Regions from separate parts of the Rattus norvegicus genome. Here region 2 is linked to region 1. Evidence: chromatin contacts called from public HiChIP or PLAC-seq data. All regions are on one chromosome and are shown on one strand. The core of a region is the stretch at or near the end of the contact, and the rest is flanking DNA. Distances in the headings are between cores, read along the strand shown. Region 1 has its middle 29 kb from the start of Nedd4. Region 2 overlaps Nedd4 (NEDD4 E3 ubiquitin protein ligase).

Evidence for each region. HiChIP or PLAC-seq counts read pairs in DNA pulled down with a chosen protein or histone mark.
Region 2: an H3K27ac HiChIP or PLAC-seq map of oligodendrocytes shows a contact between it and region 1, with 2.4 times the contacts expected there. The contact joins two enhancer-like sites. A contact is called at or near these places in 8 of 12 Hi-C or Micro-C datasets (the Rat2 cell line, Schwann cells, kidney and 3 more) and 1 of 1 datasets of contacts at active chromatin or transcription factors (oligodendrocytes).

Annotation. Positions count from the first base shown.
Region 1 is chr8:82,231,965-82,239,811 of GRCr8, reverse strand. No RefSeq gene overlaps it. Among named protein-coding and RNA genes, the nearest start is that of Nedd4, 29 kb to the left of the region's middle. Within about 2 kb of position 3,576, at least 87 of the 93 cell types and tissues checked have an H3K27ac peak or open chromatin away from gene starts, as enhancers often do.
Region 2 is chr8:82,278,377-82,286,223 of GRCr8, reverse strand. Nedd4 (NEDD4 E3 ubiquitin protein ligase) reads right to left here. Exons shown (of 29, transcript NM_012986.1): 4 at 6,284-6,362; 5 at 6,147-6,185. Among named protein-coding and RNA genes, the nearest start is that of Nedd4, 18 kb to the right of the region's middle. Within about 2 kb of position 2,638, at least 6 of the 93 cell types and tissues checked have an H3K27ac peak or open chromatin away from gene starts, as enhancers often do.

The sequences.
Region 1 (7,847 bases), core at 2,327-4,826:
GATCAGCCTCAGAGGGTTAGAAATGGCATCTGGTGGATGGATCTTACACTTGGAGAGCCTGAGTGAGTGTCCTTGGTCTGTGGGACCCAGATGGATGAGACCTTTGAGCTCCTGGGGCAGCCTGGGGTGGGACAGAGCAGAGGACATACACACCACATGTGCTGAGAGGAGGGGAGAGACACCACATCTTGCAGAAGAACTTGGATTCCAAAGAGTTGAAGGGGTTGGATCTTTCCAGAGAAAGTCATGAACTATCAAGGGAAGTCATAAAGTAACATGGACCACAAATGCAGAGGCTCAAGGGAGCCTGAAAGACTGAGACGGTACATCGAGGTTTGAAGGACCATCTTCATTGTTGATTTTGAGGTAGAGCAGCCTGGAAGACTTGGTCTTGGAGGAAAGAAGGCCAGCCACACAGTCTGGGAGAAATGGGCTTAGTTGCCCATAACCTTTTTCTTTTCTTTTTTTTCTTTTCTTTTTTTTCCCATGTGGAAAGGTTTAATGAGAGAAGAAGAGTAGAAGAGGAGTAGAGGCCGGCCATAAGCACGAGGAGGGAAGGGGGGAGGGGAATGGGGAGAGAAGGACAAAGGAGGGGAAAAGGGAAAGAACAAGGAGCAAAAGCCCATAGCCTTTTTCTAGCCAGCCAAGGATCCTGTCTTTAGGAGGAGGAGATTCAAGTTGAAGAATCAGCTGTGCTTTCTGTTTCTGTTAAGGAAAGACAGGGGCCGGGGGATGATTTTGTGGGTGAAGTGCTTTGGATCCCCAGCACTCACATAAAATTTCAAGCAGGGGTAGTGTGAGCCTGTAATTCTACCACAGAAAGGTAGCAATGGGGAAGAGGGGGCAGTTAGGAGAGAGACTTCTGGAGTTTGCCAGCCAGCTAGCTGAGTCCGATAGCTGAGTTCCAGTTCCAGGGAGACACTGCTTTAGAATAATAAAGTGGAAACCAATTGAGGAAGACACCAATGTCCGCCTCTGGCCTTCACATACATGCACAGGTATGTGTGCCTATACACATATGCACACAGCCACACAAGGGGAAAGATGGCGGCTTATCCCTGTTAATATAAAGTCAGGACTGGGTTTACCAGGGCCAGGCTTTGAAGGAATGCTACATTAATGGAGTAAGAAACAAAGCAAGGGCTGGAGAGATGGCTCAGAGGTTAAGAGCACTGACTGACTGCTCTTCTTAAGGTCCTGAGTTCAATTCCCAGCAACCACATGGTGGCTCACAACCATCTGTAATGGGATTCAATGCCCTCTTCTGGTGTGTCTGAAGACAGTGTACTCATATACATAAAGAATCTTAAAAACAACAACAACAACAACAACAACAAATAACAAAACAAGACCCTAGCACAATATGGTAGCATACAGCACACATCTACCTGGGGTCCTCCAAACGTTGTATGGAGCCTTTTCCCTCTGCACATCAATGGAGTTCTTTCTGATTTGTAGTTGAACTTCCCAAGGGCTGGTGGTAGCCAGGGAAGGAGAGTGAGCCACCAAGGAGGTGATGTGAGAATTTTACTTGAAGCCAAGGGTTCCTCAGTGAACCTGCAGGGCTTGTGAAAAGAGAAAGGAGTCTTCAAACATTCCACAGAGGCCTCCAGAGAAGTGGGTTAGAGCAAATGTTTTTGTGGGGCTCACACAATGTATTAGGAGAAGTGAATCTGCAATTTGGGACTGATGCTTGGAATGTTTAAGCCAAGGTTTGTTTTCTTTCCCAAAATGATTGCTGGCTGATTGCAGTTGATCCATTAGAATGTTATGCATTGCTCGTGGGAACAACTGGTCTAACCTAGTACAAAAAAGGAGATCGAAGGTCTAAACTCTCCCTCTCTCTCCCCCCGCCTCTGTGTGTGTGTGTGTGTGTGTGTGTGTGTGTGTGTGTGTGTGTGTGTGTGTAGCTCTCTGTGTAGATTTATTATGTGTGCCTGTGTATGTTCCCTAGGGCTTTTGTTTCAGATGGTGTCTCACCATGTTGAACAGGTTGATTTTAGAAGAACCTCATGAATATCTGGGGCTAGATGTGTGCACCTTGACACAGCTGTGTGTTTTTAATTAAATTCAGGGCTGGCACACTTGCCTGAAAGTGTTTGAAGTTTATGATTAAAATGACTCAAGTGCAAAGATATTTTAACTCTGCTATTATGTCGGTGAAAAACAGAAAGCCCCCGATCCTATAAGTTGTGGAAATTTTCACCCTGCCCCTTTAAGAAAATGTAGGCACCTCTAGTTTAGACTTTCTTTTGGAAAAGCAACCAGGATTCATATTTAGTTAATTCAGAGCCTACTTTAGACACTCCTCAGTAATTCTTTCCCACCATACTTCAGGTTGAGTTCAGGCGTCAGGCAGCAGGTGGTACAGGACACCACCTAGTTCTACACTGAGGAGGGAAGTCCTTTTACCTTCTACCCTCTGCCCCTTGCTGGCCTCCACTAAGGTACTTTCTCTGCTGTGGGCGCCATTTGCTGCTGGGATTGCTATCTCCTGCCCTGAATGCCTCCCGTACTTGCCTTGTGCCTCTTGCTTAGGAGTGTAGGCCCTCCCAGATTAAGTCCAAGCCTTTGGTATCCTCAGGTCTTCACAGTAGTTGTGAACCCCACCCAAAGGCACTAAACCTATTGTAACCAGCCAAGCAGAGATGGCTGGTCCTTCCCCGTGGTCATCAGACGATTGAAATAATGGGCCCCAATAAACTAGAATACCACCTGAACCTCATGCTGGGAGAAGAGAAAGTCTAAAGCTAGGGCCAGCCAGAGGGGGAAAAAAATCAGGAAAGGGATTCGCAGTTTGTCAGACTGTGATCTGGGAGAGATGAGGGGGAACAGCCGGTGCGGGGGGGGGGGGGGGGGGCACCACAGTCTGCCCCAGACTGATTGCTTAGCTTGGCCCCTACTTAAAACTGAACCTTATTTCAGGATCCCAAGATAAATGCGAAGGGCTCACTAGATTTCTTTGTCCGTCTCAGTGTGACCACATTGAATAAAAATCTCGTCTTTCTGTTTTCCACTATTAATTGGGCTGCTTTTATTGGCTTACTGAGGACGGTTGGCAAAGCAAGGCTTGTTGAGGCGCAGTCTGGGGCCTCAAATGCAGTAACACTTATCTAGGATACTCAGGACCCTTGGAAGCTCACAAGCCCCAGCTACATTCCTTTCTGTTCGCCCACCCTCCTCCTGCTCTGCTGTTCTGTTTGCAACCCCCCTCCGGTGTGGTGTGTTTTTCCAAGTCCGCAGACAGAAAGAATGTTTGAGCTGCCTCTCCTCTAAGATTCCCTTTCACCCAGCTGGAGAATTCCACCCTCCTGGCCTTCTCCCTAGGCTCCGCCTCCCTAACCAGGAAGGGCTTTTATTGCCTTTTTGTGTGGCAGGAAATTGCAATGACCTCATGTCGTATGGTTTATATTAAAAACCATACTATACCATGCCTCAGGTCGAGATATTTGAGGATATTTCGTAAGTTTGAGGCAGAACAAGGGGCCCCTTCTTATCAACCCGCAGGCCCTGGGCCTGTTTGTGCAGCGAGTTATTCTTGCCCTCACCCCATCCCCCTCTCAGCTCCGGAGCTTGCCGCTTGCAGGTCACATGATCTGTAAACCCTAGCTAGGTCCATCCCCCTGAGACACCAGCGTGAGCTGGGCCTGGAGAAGTCTGGCTATTTTCTGAGCTAGAGAGGAAAGTGGTGGGGGCTGCCGCGCTCCACTGCGGATCCAGCTTCCACCCAGGATCATCTCTCAGCCTCTCCGGTCTTGCTGTGATCGGTTTCTGAGAGAACTTCAGCGTCTAGTTTGCTTTCTCGCTGACTCCATTTTGTACATCTGATTATCTGCTCAGTATTTCACCCCCCATCCCCCCAGGTTTTTATTGTTGCTGTTTTGAGACAATCTACTGGATCCCCGGTTGGCCTCAAATTCACTTGGTAGCAGAGGGTGTCTTTGAGGTCCTGATCTCCTCTACCTCCTGAATGCTGAGGTTACAGATGTACATTACCGTGCCTGGTTTATATGGTGCTGGAAATTGAATCCAGGGCTTTGTGCAAACCAGGCAAGCACTCACAGCTAAGCTCTTCCTCTTCCCCCCCTCCTCCCCCTCCTTCTCCTCCGCCGCCTCCTCCTCTTTTTCTTTTTTTTGAGACTGAGTTTCTCTCTGTATCCCTGGCTATTCTGGAACTTGGTTCCATAGGCTGCCTCTGTCACCTGAGTGCTGGGATTAAAGGTGTGTGCCACCATTGCCTGGCTCACTGAGGGTTCTTGAAGTGTTTTCTTGGTTAGAGTTTAATGGAGATCTGACTTTGAAGACCTTTACTTCTGAAATGAAGTTCTAGAGGGAAAGAGTAATTCTTTGCATTCCTGTTATAAAAACCCTGGAACAGTTGAAACCGTTGAAAAACAGTGATGTTTAAACTAGAGGAAAAGTCATGAGCAAGAAATACAAAAATCAAAAGCACATAAACATATTTCAAAACTTCTTACTACCAAAGCCCCAAAGGTACTGTGTCCGTCATATTGCTTTAGAGGCAGCCATTTTGTTGGTCTATCTGCTCATGTGCAGAGTTCTCAGCTGTTACAGTCTTGTGACTATTTTGGTCCTGTACAGCTACATCAGATCCCCAGTTACCAGTTTTTAAGCTCTGTCCTATCTGGACAGTTTATATTGGAACAATATACATTAGGTGCTCAAGTAACAACCTCGTAGAGAGACGTACAGGCTGTTGTTTTAGACCTACCTTCCTAACAGTATCTGAATATCCTTACTTTATGTAATCCATATCCCTTCACTTATACCAATTGAATTTATATTATTGCTATTATAATTATAATAATTACTATAATTATCTTGGTCTTTTGAGACAGGGTCTCACTACATAGCCAAACCTAGCCCAGCATTTACTTGTGATCCCTAAAACTCAGTCTTCTGAGTATCCAGAGTACAGGCAGGTGGTGCCATGTCTGGTTCTCATTCATATTCTCTTTCTCTCTCTCTCTCTCTCTCTCTCTCTCTCTCTCTCTCTCTCTCTCTCTCTCTCAATACCGGGCTCTTTCACGTAGCCTTAACTGTCTTGGAACTCACTATATAGATCAGGCTGAAGAGTGCTGGGATTAAAGGTATGTGCCACCACCATCTAGCTTTCTTTTGCTTTTTGGTTTTTCTTTTAAGCAACTCAAATTAATAGCATGAGTAACTTTTGTAGTGGAATAAAGGTAGGAAAAATAAGTTTGGGTTTCCATTTTTTCTTTTTTTAAAAAAGATTTATTTACCTATTTTATGTATGTGAGTACACTGTCACACATACATACACAGAAGAGGGCATAACAGAAGAGGGCATCAGATCTTACTACAGATGGTTGTGAGCCACCGTGTGGTAGCTGGGACTTGAACTCAGGACCTCTGGAAGAGCAGTCCGTGCTCTTAACCCCTGAGCCATCTCTCCAGCCTTCTTACTTTATCATTTTATACATATTTATTGCAACATCCAGGCTGCCTCTAAAATGACTCTGCATCATCCTCACTGCCTTCCTACTTGGTCATCACATGTCATCCCACACTAAGTAAACTGGTCCAATGCTTTCTGTCCTCCAGGCTCCCAGGCTCGGCATCTCCCCTTGGAGCAGCTACTATAACAGGCCTAAGCACCTAGCACTTCTGACTCCATAGTGGAAGTGCCATTCATGCCATAAAGCCCAGCATGCAGACAGTGCCACCTGCAGAAATGAAGACGAAGACCGGATCCAGCAGAGCCCTAAGTGTGCCAACCTAGCATTTTAGCGTCTACAGTTCCACTTCTGGCTAACTGTTTTTGTTAACTAAAGTATGTCAAAACCAAGATATGGGTTTTTTTTTTTTGTGTGCTTGAAAGCTCACTCTGAGAAAGGCTCAGGCTACACTGGAATCTTGAACAGCCAGTGTAGTTGGGGCAGGTTAATAAAACCTTTCTATTGGCTTAAACCCATGGTCAAATACTCATCTCTGGTGGATACCCCAAAATGCTACCAGTGCGTCAAGCACAATGCTAAGGATTCTCTGCTCTCAGGAAATTCATATCCTAGTCACTCAGTGGGGAGTGTCTGATGCTGTGTGGAAATTTACATCGAGAATTAACTAAAACCCAAGTAGCTGGCCACTCCTGTGAGGGATTTTTCTTGATGGGATCATTTGAGGTAGGCAGACACACCCCAAATCTATGTCATACCTTGTGGCAGCTGACATAAAAGGACATGGAAGGAAGCTTTGTTTTTTGCCTACTTTCCTTACTCTGGATGGTAAGCTCATCTACTCTCTTCTGGGGTGTTGCTGCAGCAGTATTAAAGCCTACTTCTTTGGGATTTCAACACAGACTGAAGAGCAGCTGAGACACCCAGCCTTGAGGACTGAACAACCAGGTTCTTAGCCTTTCTGTCAAGAGACAGCCATTGTTGCTCTACTCAGAACACTGTAAGCCACTTTAATAAAACTCTAAGAATTCCCTTTTGATATATGTGTGTGTACACACATGCATTTTTTTATTAAATTACTTTATCCCAAATGTTACCCTTCTTCCCCCCTCCCAGAGTTCTTCATACCATCCCCTCTCCCCACCCCTCACCCCTTCACATATATATTATACACATATAAACCTGAAACCTGATTTTGTCCTCTTATGTAATAACTCTTCATTTCAACCTACTGGGATTCTACTTGACAGTCAAAATTAGATATGACACCATCCAAAAGTCTCTTAACATTCTGGAATTGCTCTTAGCTCTAGAGGATGTCTTGTTTACATTTTGACTTCATAGCACACACTGAAGCTGAGTGTGCTGGTATGCTCCTGTCTTCCCAGCTATCCAGGAAGCTGAAGCAGGAGGATTAAGAGTTCAGTTCCAAATCTGCCTACACAACATAGAAAGAAAAGCATAAATGTTTTAAACTTAGAAATAAATATCTATAAGCCAGGACTAGTGATATATACCTTTAATTACACTCAGGAGTCAGAGGCAGGTGGATCTCTATGAGTTTGAGACCAGCCTGATCTACATAGTAAGTTCCAGGACAACCAGAGATATATAGTGAGACCTAGACTTGAAAAAAAAGATTTATGTAAATAAAATAGAAATAGAAATATTGCTAAGTGGTGGTGGTGCACATGTTTAATCCAAACACCTGGGAGGCAGAGGCAGATAGACCTCTGTGAATTCGAGGGCAGCCTGGTCTACAAAGCAAGTTCCAGTACAGCCCCCCCCCCCCAATTAAACCACAAAATGAGAATTATAAGCCCTATGTTGCTTTGAAATATAGATTCTTAAATTCATATCTCTACTAGACGATAAGGTCATTCTTGCATTGTCTGCATTTTGATTTGGTCACAAGCGCCCCTAGTGCTGCACTAGACAAACACTATTCAAGAGTTGAGCTGGTGAGAAGACAGAATCTCCATCTAGTGGTCAAACTGGAGAACAGCATGCCGCTTTGTGCTTACCTAACACAATTCTGAAACAAACCTGGAAATGGCAGCAAAACTTAACAAAAACTGATACCGTAAGGTTCCTTCACTCCGGGTCTATTTCTTGAACTTCCTTTTTTTAAAGATTTATTTATTTACTTTACGTACATGAGTACATTGTAGCCGTCTTAAGACATACAAGAAGAGGGCAGCAGATGGGATCAGATTTATTTTCTATATGTGAGTACACTGTCACTGTATTCAGACACAGAAGAGGCATTGGATCCTATTCCATATGGCTGTGAGCCACCATGAACTGGACTCAGGACCTCTGGAAGAACAGTCAGTGCTCTTATCCACTGAGCCATCTCTCTAGCCCCCTTCCTTGATCCTGCTGCCTCTGCTTCCCAGTTAATGCAGT
Region 2 (7,847 bases), core at 1,389-3,888, 47 kb before region 1:
GACACACACACACACACAGACACACACACACACACCCCACACACAGACACCCACCCACCCACCCCCACACACACAAATCTCACTAAATTCCTGTAAAGCAAACTTAAGAATTCACCAAAAGGGGCTGGAGAGATGGCTCAATGGTTAGGAGCACCAACTGCTCTTCCAGAGGTCCCGAGTTCAAATCCCAGCAACCACATGGTGGCTCACAACCATCTGTAATAAGATCTGATGCCCTCTTCCGGTGTGTCTGACACCTACAGTGTCAGTGTACTCATATATAATAAATAATAAAGACAGCTACAGTGTACTCATATATAATAAATAAATCTTAAAAAAAAATTTCACCAAAAAAGTGTACCCTGACGAAGCTGGTTTCATTGCAAGGAGCAAGCTTAGCTCAACATGTGCATATCAATGAGAGCTTAATCAGAACATAAATAGACCTGAGGGTAGAAAGCATTTGACTCAGGCAAAAAGGACTTTGGCAAAGTTCCCTGAAGAACATACCCTAACATAATAAAGGCTGTCACAACAAACATTAGCTAACATTATGATAAACTGGGAAAACTTAATAGCATAACCTCTAAAATCTCAAGGGAGACAAGGGCACCCACTTTCCATGCCTATTCAATTTAGTGCTATAAGTCTCAGCTTCACCAGTAAAAGGAAGAAAGAAAAGAACCCAAACAGAAGTCCGATCACGTTGCAGATGACTGATCCTTTACTTAAAAGACCCTAAAGACCCCACCAGAAGAGGTGTAAAATCTGATTAACACTCTCAGCAAAGCAGCATCTACAAAATCAATATGCAAAAACCAATAGTTTTTCTAGACACCAGTAATACTTGCCAAGCAAAAAATTAAAACAAAACAGAAACCTGTGGAGCTAGAGAGAGGGCTCAGCACTCACAGCCTCATACACGGTAGATCACCATAAGTTCCAGAAAAGTAATTGCCTTCTTTTTATATTTAGGGACACCAAGTACACATGTGCTTTACATGCATACATGCAAAAAAAAAACAACATAAACAAAAAACACTCATACACATAAGATAAAATAAATCAATCTAACAAAAAATTTTAAATACATATGAGGTAAAAGCCCCTCTAATTAAAAGTTCAAGACACTGAAGAGGTCGAAGACATTACTGAATATAAGAATATAGAAAAACTCTCCCAGAGACTAGATTTAATATTGTGGAAATGGCTATTACCAAAAGCCAACTTCAAAATCAATCCAATCCCTATCAAAACTACAATGAAAATGATTCACAGAACTAGAAAAAAAATCTAAAATTCAGTGGAAATAAACAGACTTGAAACAGCTATTATCAATGGTCACTAGAACAATATACCATCCTTAGCAGAAGAAACAATGCTACTTAGTAAGAAAACAAAACACCATTCTGGGAACACAAAGCAGGCATGGAGGTGAAGGACCAAGAAATAAACCCAAAGAAGAGTCACCCAATTTTGGACTCAACTGTGAAGAACTGTGGAGAAGACCTGGCTGCTTTAATCCTGGTGTACTTCCAAAGTAGGAGAATGAAACCAGATCCTTACCCCTATCTTATACAAAAATCAATTCAAAATCCAAAGACCTTAATGTAAGTTCTGTAAAACTGTCTGGGAACATACTTTAAAATGAAAATATAGGCAATAATTTTCTGGTGCTAATAATATAAGAAACAGTGATAACAAGTGGGATTATATGAATTTCTATACAGGAAAAAAAAGCCAGCGTGATGGGAACCTGCAGATGGAGTGAAATGTCTGCCAGCCACACATCTGATGGACACTAATACCTCACACATAGAGAGCCACAAAAATTAAACTTTAAAAGAATCAACTCATTCAAGTAAGTAGGCTGATTGCCAAAGAAGAAACACATTGGCCAATGTATACTTTAAAGAGTTCAACTGCTCAGGGACTCTCTCCCACTGCAGCCTCAGGACTGATGTCAGGAAATGAATGATAACAAATGCTGGGGAGGATTCGAGGGAAGAGTCATTATTCACTGTGGGTGGGAATGTAGACTTGTGCAGCCACAAACATGAGAGGGAACCGGGGACTGGGGAGTGCCTCAGTGGCCAAGAGCACTTGTTGCTGTGCAGAGGATCCGGTTGGCAGCATCAGTGGTCCACAACCATCTGTAATTCCAGTTCCTAGGAAGCCATTACCCTCTTCTGGCCCCCACAGACACTAGGCACGAATGTGGTGCAGAGGCACACAAGCAAGCAAAGCACTCACACAAATATAATAAAATAAATCAATCTAAACACTTTTAAAGCCCTGAAAACAGGAAAAAAATTAATTGAAAACAGAACTACCATTTGATCCAGCTGTAAGTCTTGGGTTAATGACAAAAAAGAAATAAAAAGGATAGGAAAGGACGTAGACTGCTGGGTATGGTGGAGGGCAAAGTTTACTGTAGATAAAAGGGAGACACATAGCTGAGGTAGACACATCTGGGAGAGCAAAGAGTGGTCATGACCCTAAAACGTGGGGAGAGGGGGAGGAAAGGGAGAGCAGAGAACCAGGTACAGCAGCCAGAAGGACAAAGGTACCAGGAAAAACAGGCAAGAAGCAAAATGTCTGGATTCCGTGGGAAGCGCCTGGGGGAAGCTCGGCCTAACCCCCAGAGAGAGGAGCTGGGAAAGCTGGAGCCAGGACCACTCAGATAGGTTAAATAGGCACCCAGCCAGTTAACACAACAGAGGGACTCCACACCCACACTTAATAGTCTCAGTCACAGCAGGAGAGGAATGGATGAAGAAAATGTGGTCCGTACACAGGGTGGAATCGGAGGCAATCACTAAGAAAATGGATGCAGGGGTTGGGGATTTAGCTCAGTGGTAGAGCGCCTGCCTAGCAAGCGCAAGGCCCTGGGTTTGGTCCCCAGCTCCGGGGGGGAGGGGGGGGGAAGAAAAAAAAAAGAAAAGAAAATGGATACAGCTAGAAATATGAGTGAAATAAGCTCCTGAGATAGACAAATACTGTATGCGTGTGTTTGTCTAGAGTTTAGGTCACAAAACTAGACGTGGGGCCCTAACAGCAAAGGAAGAGATCCTAAGCAGGGCAGGAAATGGAGAGGGTAACAGAATCCCAGCAATAAGAAGGGGAAATGCAGCAGTAACTGGGGGACGAGGGAGCCAGCCCGGGAGGGCAGGACTACCAGAGGGCAGGGGAGGGGATGACTGAGAACGATGGCTGATGACAAAGGAGTCCCGCTGCGCAATAGCGCACTCTGTAGGTCAGCCTGGAAAATGAACTGAAAGAGAAGACTGTCTTATACTCTGAAGCCATCGAGGATATTTTTACAGTCAATGCTCACATTTTCTTAGAGTTAAAAAGCAAGAACAAAGAAATAAACTCTAGGGGTTGGGGATTTAGCTCAGTGGTAGAGCGCTTGCCTAGGAAGCACAAGGCCCTGGGTTCGGTCCCCAGCTCCGAAAAAAAGAACCAAAAAAAAAAAAAAAAAAGAAAGAAACTCTAAACAAGTAGAGATAAAGATTAATTTTAGTTTTTAGTCCATTCCTTTCTGTAGCATCTTTATATTAATACTTTCATTAACAAGTAAATGTTATCAAAAGTAAATAAATATTTATAATGAATATAATGTATAATAGTTAAATATGAATTTAAAAATAAGTAAATCAAATAAATCAAAATCAAATAAATAGGCAGGTGGTGATGCTGCATGCCTTTAATCCCAGCACTTGGGAGGTAGAGGCGGCAGTTCTCTGAGATCAAGGACAGACTGGTCTACAGAGCAAGTTCTAGGATAGCTAGGGCTACACAGAGAAAAGAAACCCTGTCCTGAAACAAAGTAACACAAAATAAGAGCAGATGTGCAAAAAAATGTTGGTTCACTGAAAAAAATGTACATTATTTCTGAGCAAAAATGCAGTAAGTAATGATACATTTGAGAAGTCTTTGAAAATTCTCCTAAGTAACACCCACGCAAGAAAACTGCCCAAAGCTGACAGAGCAAAACCACAAGTGAGTTTCACTTTTCTTGGAATGACTCTAACCAACTCAGAGCCATTTAAGATTCTCAAATCTCAGACAGGTTTCGAAAGCTCGTTCTGACATCCTGATTGAAGGAGACCTTCCTCTGAGCAGGAACAGCAGAAGGGCCTTGCTGGCGATGCACCGGAACGCAGACTCGGGGGTCTATGCCGGCCAACTTCTTCCCTTCTCTTATCTACATTAAAACCAAGGGTTTCACAGAGGCCACCAGAGGCAGTTGCAGACACATACAATGTTTTAAATGACCACTTATTTTCACTTTATGCGCTATATTCTCTCTGCATGTATGTCTGTGAGGTATCAAAGGCCCTGGAGCCAGCAGCTTGGTACACAAAGAACAGCTGAGAACGGTCTTGTGGGTGCTGAGCATTAAACCCACGACTTCTGGAAGAGCAGCCAGTGCTCCTAACTGTTGAGCCATCTTTCCAGCACCTACCTCTTTTTAATACAGAATTTTGTTTTAATAAAACAAAATAAGTACTTATTCAGAAGCACATGCATCAGAGGTAGGAGTGCAGACAGGCTTGACAGCTGGATTGTGAGCAAGATCAGAGCTGTGGAAAGTATACTGAAAGAGCAGAAAGGAAGATATCTTTTAAAAGCACTGGCCATGCTTAAGCCTACAGGCAAACGGGAAAATGAGGCAAAAAAACTATTTTAAGGAAAATACAAGCAGAAATGATCCAGCCAAGACACTGGAAATGCAATTCCACCCTGCAGGGAACCGAAAGGGCTGGTGGAGAACTATGCCCCTCAGAATCTCCTGGGAGCTGGAATAGCAGGGCTGGAATCTGAGGTGGGGTGAGGTAAGAAGGCTGGAAGGTCAAGAAAGGTGTGTAAGAGCCACATCTACTTATCCACAGGAGGCTCCCAACTAAAGTAGGCTAAGAGCACACCAAGTGTCCAGCTTCTCAATGGCCTTTAACCATCAATCGCCTTTATTTATCTTTCATAATAAGATTAATGGTTCCTACTGTACCATCAGAGGGCTCCTAATGTTAACTCTCTTTTAAAAGATTTATTGAATTTTTGTGTGCATGTGTGCCTGGTACACGCAGATGTGAGAACGGGACACTGGATCTCCTGGAACTGTACTAACAGATGGTTGTAAGCTACCATTTGGGTGCTGGAAATTGAATCCCAGGTCTTCTGTAAGAGCAACAAGTACCTTTAATCTCTGAGCCATCTCTCCAACCCCTAATTTTAGATCTCAAAATTTTTCTCTGGGTGACTGGGCAAGGTGGTACACACCTTTAATCGTAGCACTCATAATACAGAGACAGGTAAATCTCTGAGTTTATGGAGCTAGTTCAGACCAAATGTTAACATTCTAAGCTTCACCCCCACAGTTACTTGGCAACAGCCAGATATGCCTGATAGAAAAGGGGCTGCTTGCCCCCTTCTCATTCTCTTGCTCTTGCCTTGCCCCCACCTCCATTCCCCATCCCCTCCCTCCTCTCTCCACCTGCAGATTGCTGGTCTCTACTCCTCTTTCTCTACCCCCAACCTCGGCCTTTCTCTGCCCCTACTACCCTCTTAACTCCCCTCCCCATACCCTGTGGCTGGTCCTTAGGGGGTTAGGGGGAGAAGAGATGTCTCAGCAGAGGCATCCCCTTCCCCCACACCTCACTATACCTCCATAGAACATATCGCCCCCTTTCTTTATCTTTATATAAACACATCAACAAACATCGCTCACAGTGAGACTCCTGTCTCAGAAAAAGATTTTAAAGTTTCTTTTAAAAATTTTGGATCCAGTGCAATGTGTCAGCTGATTAGTTTGTTATGTAAGCCTGGCCTGAGTTTGACCCCTAGACCTAAAGGTGGAGGGAAAGCCAGGTCCACAGAGCTGGCCTCTGATCACCAACACACACACACACACACACACACACACACACACACACACACACACACACACAGAGGCATGTGCATGTATACACACACACACAGAAATGGCATTTGCATGTCCTAACTCACAGACACATCACACACACACATAAGTAATAAAATCCAAAACTCTAGGCACATTCCAAGATGTTATTTTAGAATATTATAAATGAGTACTTATGGTACCCACAGAGGAAAAAAAACTTTTTTCCTGAAATACTTACTCTGAACAGTATTTCTTCGTTCCATTTTGGATTCAAAGACTAAAAGACAATAAAAATAGTACAATTTATTTTTTAAAATAACTTGCCATAGAAAAAACAAATTTATTAAAAATCTTTGGAAGCTGGCTAAATCTAACCTTTTTGATAGTTTTCGTCTGCACGCTGGTAAGGACTCCACTCATCGGGTCATACAATGTCACTCTTACATAAGGATCACTGTTAAAAGGTAAAAACAAAAGTTTCAGTAGTAGTTTAGTCCAAATCTTCAAATTACCAGATTTCCAGTTCTATTGTTTTTATTATTTTGTACCCTAAAACACCAGAGACCTGCACACAGGCTCTGGTTTATAGAAACTTACTAAAACCTTTAATTACCACATCAGTAAAATGGACAGAGATTTAGAGTACAGCACTTGGGAGAGTGGGGTCCACGCCTTGACTGGGCAGCAGGCCTGGGTGCAGGTGAGCCGTCCCGGAGGGCATCATGAGAGCAGGAGGGCTGACCATGCCTCCTGCCAAGGGCAGCACTGGGTGGCTGAGCCAGGCAGGGCAGTGCTGGAGAGCTCACCCTGATACTGCAGATAAGAAGCTGGTGGGTTGGCCAGCTCACTACCACCCAGGCCCAGATCCAGGGCTCTGAATTGGCCCACCTCAAATCATGCGAATGGCTGAGGCACGGGAAAAGGCCAGCCCTGCTGTTCCAAAACTGGAGGATCTCCAGACAGAGCAACAACTGGTAGGAGTCCTGATGATCTAATATTGATGGTGTCACAGAAGTCAGAGATCTTGAACAGACCAATGGCAATGAATATTTGCAAATGAAGATGTGTGGACAGAGGAATATACTGTTACACACCACGGCTTCCACGATGAGACGCTTCCCATGCTTTTTGTTGTTGTTTGCTTGCCTGCTTTTTTATTTTGGGGAAGGTTGCAGGGGCAAAGGACAGATATGAGGGGGTGGGGAGATAAGTAGAATTGTGGAACATAATACGAAACTGACAAAGAATCAATAAAAAGATTTTAAAAAGATAGTAAGGAGTAAAAAAAAAGATTTGGAATGCAGACCACTTAATGACTCTTATAAACTCTAAATATTTTTGAAAAACTGCAGTTAAAAATAATTACATTTGCAGGCACAGCAAGGCACAACTTTTTTTCCTTAGGTAATTTTTTTATTTACATTTCAAATGTTATCCTCTTTCCAGTGGGGCACTTTTAATCCAAGCAATCAGAAGGCAGAGGAAAGCAGCTTACTATGAATTTCAGGCTAACCAGGGCTACGTGGTTAAATCCCTTTCTCAAAACAAAGATGTTGTAGAAGCCCTTCCACTTTTTTTGAAACAGTTTTTATTCATGTTTATGAGTGTGTATGTATGTGTGTGTGTGTGTGTGTACATGCATGCAGATGCCCATTAAGGTCAGAAGGTATCAGGCCCCCTGGAGTTATGGTTACAGAGTCATCTAACATAGATAGGTACTGGGAACCAAGGACTCAGGCTCTCTGCAAGAGTAGAAAGATGGCTACTCTTAAGTGAGCCACCTCTCAAGCTCCAGAAACCCTCCTGAAGGGAGACAGATGGCTTTGAGGAGCCCAAAGAGGCACTCTTGTCTAGCATGATCCACCTGAGAAGGTCCCAGTCAGCCCATTTCACCAACTCCTTTGTCCTAGCTTTTCCACATTCTGAAACTCCACTAACT